2 separate regions of the Mus musculus genome follow, and region 1 is linked to region 2. A link is a contact called in public promoter capture Hi-C data. All regions are on one chromosome and are shown on one strand. The core of a region is the stretch at or near the end of the contact, and the rest is flanking DNA. Distances in the headings are between cores, read along the strand shown. Region 1 has its middle 18 kb from the start of Gm30419. Region 2 overlaps Nfya (nuclear transcription factor-Y alpha).

Evidence for each region. Capture Hi-C pulls out chosen DNA fragments and counts their contacts.
Region 1: a contact with region 2 is called in a promoter capture Hi-C map of pancreatic islet. The contact joins two enhancer-like sites. A contact is called at or near these places in 2 of 115 datasets of contacts at active chromatin or transcription factors (embryonic stem cells and microglia) and 1 of 9 other capture datasets (pancreatic islet).

Annotation. Positions count from the first base shown.
Region 1 is chr17:48,562,443-48,566,554 of GRCm38.p6, forward strand. No RefSeq gene overlaps it. Among named protein-coding and RNA genes, the nearest start is that of Gm30419, 18 kb to the right of the region's middle. Within about 2 kb of position 1,584, at least 4 of the 459 cell types and tissues checked have an H3K27ac peak or open chromatin away from gene starts, as enhancers often do. A contact at or near this core is called in pancreatic islet, where this site is marked.
Region 2 is chr17:48,401,737-48,405,561 of GRCm38.p6, forward strand. The region is part of intron 1 of Nfya (nuclear transcription factor-Y alpha); the gene reads right to left. Among named protein-coding and RNA genes, the nearest start is that of Nfya, 6.2 kb to the right of the region's middle. Within about 2 kb of position 2,280, at least 13 of the 459 cell types and tissues checked have an H3K27ac peak or open chromatin away from gene starts, as enhancers often do. A contact at or near this core is called in pancreatic islet, where this site is marked.

The DNA.
Region 1 (4,112 bases), core at 334-2,833, 160 kb after region 2:
TAGGAAACTTTTAAGAGTAAATAAAATTTTAGAAACTGACCAGACTCAAAATGCCCTCCTAGGTGAATTTATGTAAGCTATTAATAATTGCTGGAGCAGGATGAGGAAGACTATTTAGAGTGGTATCTGTCTGCCAGTTGGGCAGGGTACACCAATGATGAAGCTTTTGGAAGCAGTCACCCATGCTTGGTGGGCTTGTTGGTAATTCAGATTCCCAGTTTACCCATGATCTTATAAATAACTCATTGGTGAACAAACTCATTTAGTCACCAACTGGGAAAGACCTGCTAATTAAGGTCAAAGTCCAGGGCTGGAGAGATGGCTCAGCAGTTAAGAGCACCAACTGCTCTTCCAGAGGTCCTGAGTTCAATTCCCAGCAACCACATGGTGGCTCACAACCATCTGTAATGGGATCTGATGCCCTCTTCTGGTGTGTCTGAGCTACACTGTACTCATATACATAAAATAAATAAATAAATCTTTTTTTTAAAAAAAAGGCCAAAGTCCTCTATGACCTGATGGCCTCTGACTCGAAGCAAAGTGGGAAACTCTCTTGTTAGCACGATTCTCCTTCTCTGACCTTGTCTGGGGGATTCTAAGGCCCAACATTCACCTCTACCTGAGGAATGTCATGTATCCTCAATTAGTTTATAGGATCAGTTTAGTTTTCTTTCTCCTGGCAAAACCTATTCAGCCAGCATCTGAGATTTCTGAAATGCTTCCCTATGCTAATGAGGTATGTCAGTTACTCTAAGCCCTCAGCCAATGACCTTTGCCCATCCTGGATGTCCCTGCTCTCAGTGCCCACAAACTTTACAAGCCTTCAATCATCCTAAGTAAAGTTGATCTGCCTACTGACAAGTGATCCCTATGTGGTCATTCACCACAGGGCTTCCAAACCCCCTGCCTAATGTCTCTCTTCCCCACTGCCTTTGACCAAAGATCCACGAGAGCGGTGAGACCTACGGCCAACCTGGACTGGAATAGAATGATTTATTGATGTTTTTCATTGCCCTATTTATCTGGGGTGAATAGAAATCATCCCCCAGGAAAAGTCACATGAGACAAAGCTTAAAAACAAATCAGAACATAAAAGGAAGTAAATTATTAGAATAATAGACATGGCAGACTTGGGTGTCAGGGAAACAGAAATCAAGGAAAGTTAATTAAAGTCAATTTGTCTTACACAAAGCTTTCTAGTCAAGTCCTAAATTTTCTGAGTTACAATTCACTATTAGGAATGCTCTGTCAACTACCATTCATATACACATACCCATACACATTTTTTTAAAGGAAATAGTGCTTACTTTTGAGTGCCCCAATGAGCCACTTTCTGCTATGTTCATGTCCTTGGTGGCTCTCTCCTACCCTGTCTCAGCCAGGGAGACATTGACCAGCATGGTGCAGATGTAGGTTGGATGAGTTGTGTGTACACTGAAACTAATCTTTTAGAAGGGTTGACTCGTGACATGTTCCCTCTGAGAATTAAACTGATGTACTCTGGCAGTCCCAGTGTGGTCCCATGGAAAGGCTAGTTGGGAAAACACCAAAGCCTGACTTAGCTCCTTGTAAACACCAATTTCCAGCCATATGAATGAATTTCTTGGCAGGAAAACCTGCTGCCCCAGGTAAGCCACCCCATCTGTTGCTGCGACTCTGAGATGAGCCATCTTCGATGATCCATAGCAAACAGTGGAGTTATCAGCGTGTTTTAGGTACATTTAATTTTGTTCTGCAGTGCTCAGTGAGCAAACATCTTGATGATGTGTGATACACCAAGATCTTCTTTCTTCTAGCCATTCTCATCTCGTTGATATAAAATGCTAAATCGATTCACGACCCACTAACGAGTCCTGATCTCATTAAGAAGAGATACTTTAATCCAAAGCAGATGTGTTTGAGATAACCTGTCTTCCCGTCTCAAGCTTGGTTCTGTTGCTCCTGGAATTGTGATGTAGACAAAAGGAAAGTAATATCAAGGTGTCACTTGGTCCAGGGGCCTGTCTCCAGTAAGGGCTGCCCCTGCCCAAGCAGACAGCTCTATTCCATAGACATTGTACCCGGGAAGGTAGTCAACCTTTTATTATCCTAGCCCTGGATCCTCTAAGTGCAATGTGCAACCAAGCACGATGTACTGATGCCCGGGCCACCAGGTTCTGTATCCATTCCAACAAGTGGAAGAAAGATGTCACCTCCTCCCTAGACACTACTTTGTCTCCCCTTGATTGCTCCAGTTCCTGGGATAAGAGGAAGCAACTGCCTTTCTGCACCACTAAACCTTCCTAGAACACAGTCTTGTCTTATCAGAGGGCTTCTTCCTTTTTTTATACAATCACTCCGGAATAGGCTCTATGGATCAAAAGGAACAGACTACCAAGGGAGTTTGGTTCAAGGAAGAGTCTCATGAAGATGCTTTGTCTTAAAATGCTCCTCAGAGTGGGGTCTGTCCCTCTTTCTGATCACACCCATCCCCTCAGCTTGCTCTTTACCCATTGGCCATCAAGCTCAGCTTCACTGATGGCTTGTGACGGATCCATGTGTTTAATAGTGACAGCCTCAAATTCTAGCAGGGGACGCATCTGCATTCTGTCCCCATGCCCACATGCATGTGTGTGGAAGGAACAGAAGTTTCATCAAGCTCCAGAATGTGTGCTGCGTCCTGACATTTTCTTTGCTTCAATTCTTTTTTCAAATGCTGACTGTGACTCACGGGCTGAGTTTATGATTCACCGATGGGTCTCACCGTACAGCTAAAAACAAACCGACCTGAGCCATAGGTCTATGCAGGAGGCATGGCCAGTCCTCTTGTAGTGTTGCTGTAATGATGGTCATTTGGAGTTGTGAGGGCTGTCCTTTGATTTGAATATTACCGGTGCTTACATTTATGTAGCATTTAGCTGCTTTGTGGTTCAGTGCAGTGAGCCTTATGAGGACCCTGGGAAGTGTGCTTTTCCTTGTAGCTGGCTTTCCAATGGAGTCTAGTCTAGGCTTCAGGTTTGAGTCTTGGGGTGCTGGGGATCCCCCCTTCAGAGAAGGCATCAGGATGGGTCAGGACAGACTAGGAGCTGGCGGGGGTTGGGGGACGGTGTTTGTGACCTCTGCTTTCCTGTATGGTGTTCATTTCTGAGTCCTGGGAACAGGAGATGGATTCTGACATCAGAGAATGAGGTTTGTGAAAGGCAGTGTGCTCTTCTTGTGTGCGGCTGCTCCTGAGCGATGGGTCACTGCTGGGGTCGGTCACACAGAGAGAAGAAGCTGGAGGGAACTATAGAGACAGAAGTCAGGGCGCCTGTGCCTTTGGTATCTGTGACCTCTTGAAATGACGTTTGTCTGGCCACTTCTTGGGGTGAGCAGCTCCCTGGGTTTATTCTGCGGTGTCACTAGGATTTGGCTTTCAGAGGCCTTGGACAGCCATGATGTCACTCTGGGGCAGAAAGCTGTTCCTCATTCCCTCCCATCCCCTGGTCCACTCTTCCCAATCCCTTCTCTACAGTCAGAAGAGGTTCCACAGTCTCTGTCTCTCCTCAGGTTCCAGATGGTCTTGGCTTTCCATCATTTTGACACTCCAGACAGCCCCAGAAATCAAAACAAATTCAAAATTGTGCCATTTATGTTGTCCAAGAAAGCCAAACACATCGCCCCATGATTGATTTAGAGGCTGCAGCTGGGCGTGGATGCAGACAGACAGCTAATGAGGTAATTTTTCTAAATGCAAACTGTAAACACGGTAGTGGTTTCCCCCTCTCTGAGCCTCCCCAGCCTGCCTGTCTTCCTGCTTTCTGCAGAGATCCACCACCAATGTGCAGATGGTTACAGGGTAATCCGTGGCTTTCCCTAAGTGATATATTGGGCTCCGAGTTCTCAGTACTTTAGAATGTGACCTTATTGGAGATGGACTCTCCACAGAGGTTAACATGAGGCTGCTGTTAGGAGACAGTTTCCTGGGGCCAGACATCTCAGGAACGAGTTCCTTGCTGGCAGGATCTCAATAGCTTGTGTTCCCAGGTCCCAGAACCCAACTCCTGTCCTGCTTCTTCAGATATTTCTTGTTTGTCTCTTGACCAGTAAAAGATGGAAAGAGAGAAGTTGCCATTATCCTGTTATCCAAACCA
Region 2 (3,825 bases), core at 1,030-3,529:
CAGGTCAACCAGGGCTATACAGTGAGACCCTGTTTCAAACTCCATTAAGTAGCACTAAGTAGAACACTTTAGCAAAGCTCTGGGGATTGTGCTATAGTCCAGGAGAGTGGCTGCAATGAAATGGTATCAATGATAGCAGCCATTTAAAGCCTGATAGAGCACAGCCTGTTTCCACGTGGTGGATCAATACACACACGGGGTGTCTAAAACCTGGTTTAGTACCAAATCCCATAGAGACTATTCTTTGCATATTTACCCTGCAGCGAAGCCTAAACTGTGAGCCCAAATGAACCTTTTCTTGGTTGATTACTTCAGGTTGCTTCTTAGAAACTGAAAGGTACTAGCTTAGTCAGGGTTTCTGTTCCTGCACAAACATCATGACCAAGAAGCAAGTTGGTGGGAAGGAAAGGGTTTATTCGGCTTACACTTCCATGCTGCTGTTCATCACCAAAGGAAGTCAGGACTGGAACCCAAGCAGGTCAGGAAGCAGGAGCTGATGGCGGAGGCCATGGAGCAATGATACTACTGGCTTGCTTCCCCTGGCTTGCTCAGCTTGCTCTTTTATAGAACCCAAGACTACCAGCCCAGGGATGGCATCACTCACAATGGGCCCTCCCACCCTTGATCACTAATTGAGAAAATGCCTTACAGCTGGATCTTGTGGAGGCATTTCCTCAAGGGAGGCTCCTTTCTTTGTGATAACTCCGCCTGTGTCAAGTTGACACACAAACCCAGCCAGTACAGGTACCTAACAACATTCAAGTGGGACCTAAATAGACAATGACATATAAAACTTATTATGTTCTACTATACCTTCTTCAAAACCTCTTCTACCCATCTTGTGGCCCCATTTCTAGGTATACAATCTCTATCCACACAAACATCTACTTACCCGCTACCACGAAAGTAAAGTTAGAATTGCCTCTGCTAGGACTGCCTATGCCCGAGAGAAAAACACATGTGTTTTTTGAGTCCAATTTATCTTGCTTAACCTAACAAGCATTTGTCAGGGTTCTCTGGAGGAACAGAATAGAATAAATCCATATATATATATATGCGTGTGTGTGTGTGTGTGTGTATGTGGAGAAGGTTAGACGGCTTACAGGCTGTGGTCCAGCGAGTTCAACAATGACTGTCTACCAACACAAAGTCCAAGGATCCAGTAACTGTTTATTCATCCATGAGGTTGGAGGTCTCAACTGGCCTTCAGTATAGGTCAGGAACCTGAAGAAGTAGGCCTTATGCCAGTGAAGGAGCAAGGGCAAGCAGGCCAAGACCCAGTGAGAAAGTTTCTTTCTTTCATGTCCATTATATAAGTTGTCACTAGCAGAAGGTGTGGCCCAAAATAAAGGCAGATCTTCCCACCTCAAAAGATCTGGATTAAAGATGTGTCTGCCCACCTCAAATGATTCCAATCAAGAAGAATTCCTCTGGAAGGAGTTACAGAGACAAAGTTTGGAGCTGAGATGAAAGGATGGACCATGTAGAGACTGCCATATCCAGGGATCCACCCCATAATCAGCATCCAAACGCTGACACCATTGCATACACTAGCAAGATTTTGCTGAAAGGACCCAGATGTAGCTGTCTCTTGTGAGACTATGCCGGGGCCTAGCAAACACAGAAGTGGATGCTCACAGTCAGCTAATGGATGGTTCACAGGGCTCCCAATGGAGGAGCTAGAGAAAGTACCCAAGGAGCTAAAGGTATCTGCAACCCTATAGGTGGAACAACATTATGAACTAACCAGTACCCCGGAGCTCTTGACTCTAGCTGCATATGTATCAATAGATGGCCTAGTCGGCCATCACTGGAAAGAGAGGCCCATTGGACACGCAAACTTTATATGCCCCAGTACAGGGGAACGCCAGGGCCAAAAAGGGGGAGTGGGTGGGTGGGTAGGGGAGTGGGGGTAGGTGGGTATGGGGGACTTTTGGTATAGCATTGGAAATGTAAATGAGCTAAATACCTAATAAAAAATTAAAAAAAAAAAAAAAAAGAAGAATTCCTCACAGGTGTACTCAGCTCCTTGGGTTTTAGTTAAATCTAGAAGTGGTCAAGTTGACAACCAAGAGCAGCCATTACCTAAAACTTTCCAGATTTATGTTTTCTTGTAAAGTTCATTTTTACGGCTGTATTAAAATTCCATTTTACATATGCATGACATTTATTTGCATTACCCATTCTGCTGATAACATCTACGTTGGTTCTACTTCCTTGTTATTGTGCATAGGAGAGTGCAAGTACTTGTGAGGTAGCATAGGATCCTTTGAGTATGTATGTAGCTGAGTCACATGGTAGATCTATTTGAGAAAGCTCTGTATTCATTTGTACACACCAACAGTGTAAATAGTGAAGACTCCTCTTTCCCACATCCTCAGCAGCATTTGTTGCCCTTCTAGATGAGCTGTTGACTCAGGTAGGGAGGTGGGGTGGGGTAAATTTTAATTTGCATGGCTCTGGTGGATAAGTATGTCAGTCACTTTTAAAAATGCTGGCCCTTTGTGTCCTTCTGAGAACTGCAGAGCCCATCTCATGCCTGGCAGTTCTAGTCCTCTAGTATCTGCAGTTCTGGCAAGATGGCTCAGTTGGTAAAGTACCTGCCTCAGGAGAGGACCTGAGCTTGACCCTAGAATGCCCATAACACTGGGTGTGCTGGCCTGTTTATAAAGCCAGAGCTGGGGAGGCAGAGACGGCACAACTTCTGGGTCTCCAGTTCAGCCTAATTGGTGAGCCCTCAAACAACGAGAGACCTTGTCTCAAAGGAGGGCAGTTACCCAGAGGATGAGTGGTTTCCTTCAACAGACAAACACACTAATGGTATGCAGGCAAAAACTTTGATTCTGTAGCTACTTACTTTGCTAAATCCTAACTTCACAAAACCCCTCTGTTAATTCTTTTTTTTAAAAGATTTATTATTATACATAAATCCACTGTAGCTGACTTCAGACACACCAGAAGAGGGTGTCAGATCTCATTATGGGTGGTTGTGAGCCACCATGTGGTTGCTGGGATTTGAACTCAGGACCTTTGGAAGAGCAGTCAGTGCCCCTACCTGCTGAGCCATCTCACCAGCCCCCCTCTGTTAATGCTTAAGAATGCGGCCCTACTCAGAAAGTTCATATCCTTTTCTGCCACACCACCCTGGAAAAGCCCCATCTTGTCTTATCTCACAAGCCAAGCAAGGTGGGAATTGATTGGTCAGTCCTCAGTACTTGGATGGGAGTGTTCTTTTCTAGGTGTCTTAAGTGTCTCTCCCTGCCCCCCAGTAGTAACTTACTCTTATAGTGATAAAAAATAAAATGAGTTTGTGGAGAGATAAGCCAGCATTTAATTTGGCAGATGGTAATTATAGAGTCTTAAGTAATAGGTACATGGGTATCCATCATAACATTTTTTTCAACTTCACTGTCTGGAAATTGCTACATTACAATGTAGGGGGAAATATTCAATAAAAATAATCAGGCTCATTCATTACCTGTAACCAAAATAGATCACTATGCCTTTATTGTGGGTTCCAATGGACTGACTACTCAACACACAGATTTCTGGCTCTGACTTGAACTTACAAAGACTTGCAAAGGGAAGACAATATGAATGGCAACATAACTAAATTTAATCACTACCTCATTAGCAATGTATTCGAACTTGATTGCTACTTTACTGGCATGTGTTCATTGTATAATAATGGTTTTTATCTGTATGTTTTAACAATATACATAACCTGTCTGAACTACTGACCCCATTTTACAAATGATCCCTTCTTGTCTTTAGATTATGCATATTTGGTATTTGGCTTTCTGAATATACCTTTGTTACCTTACT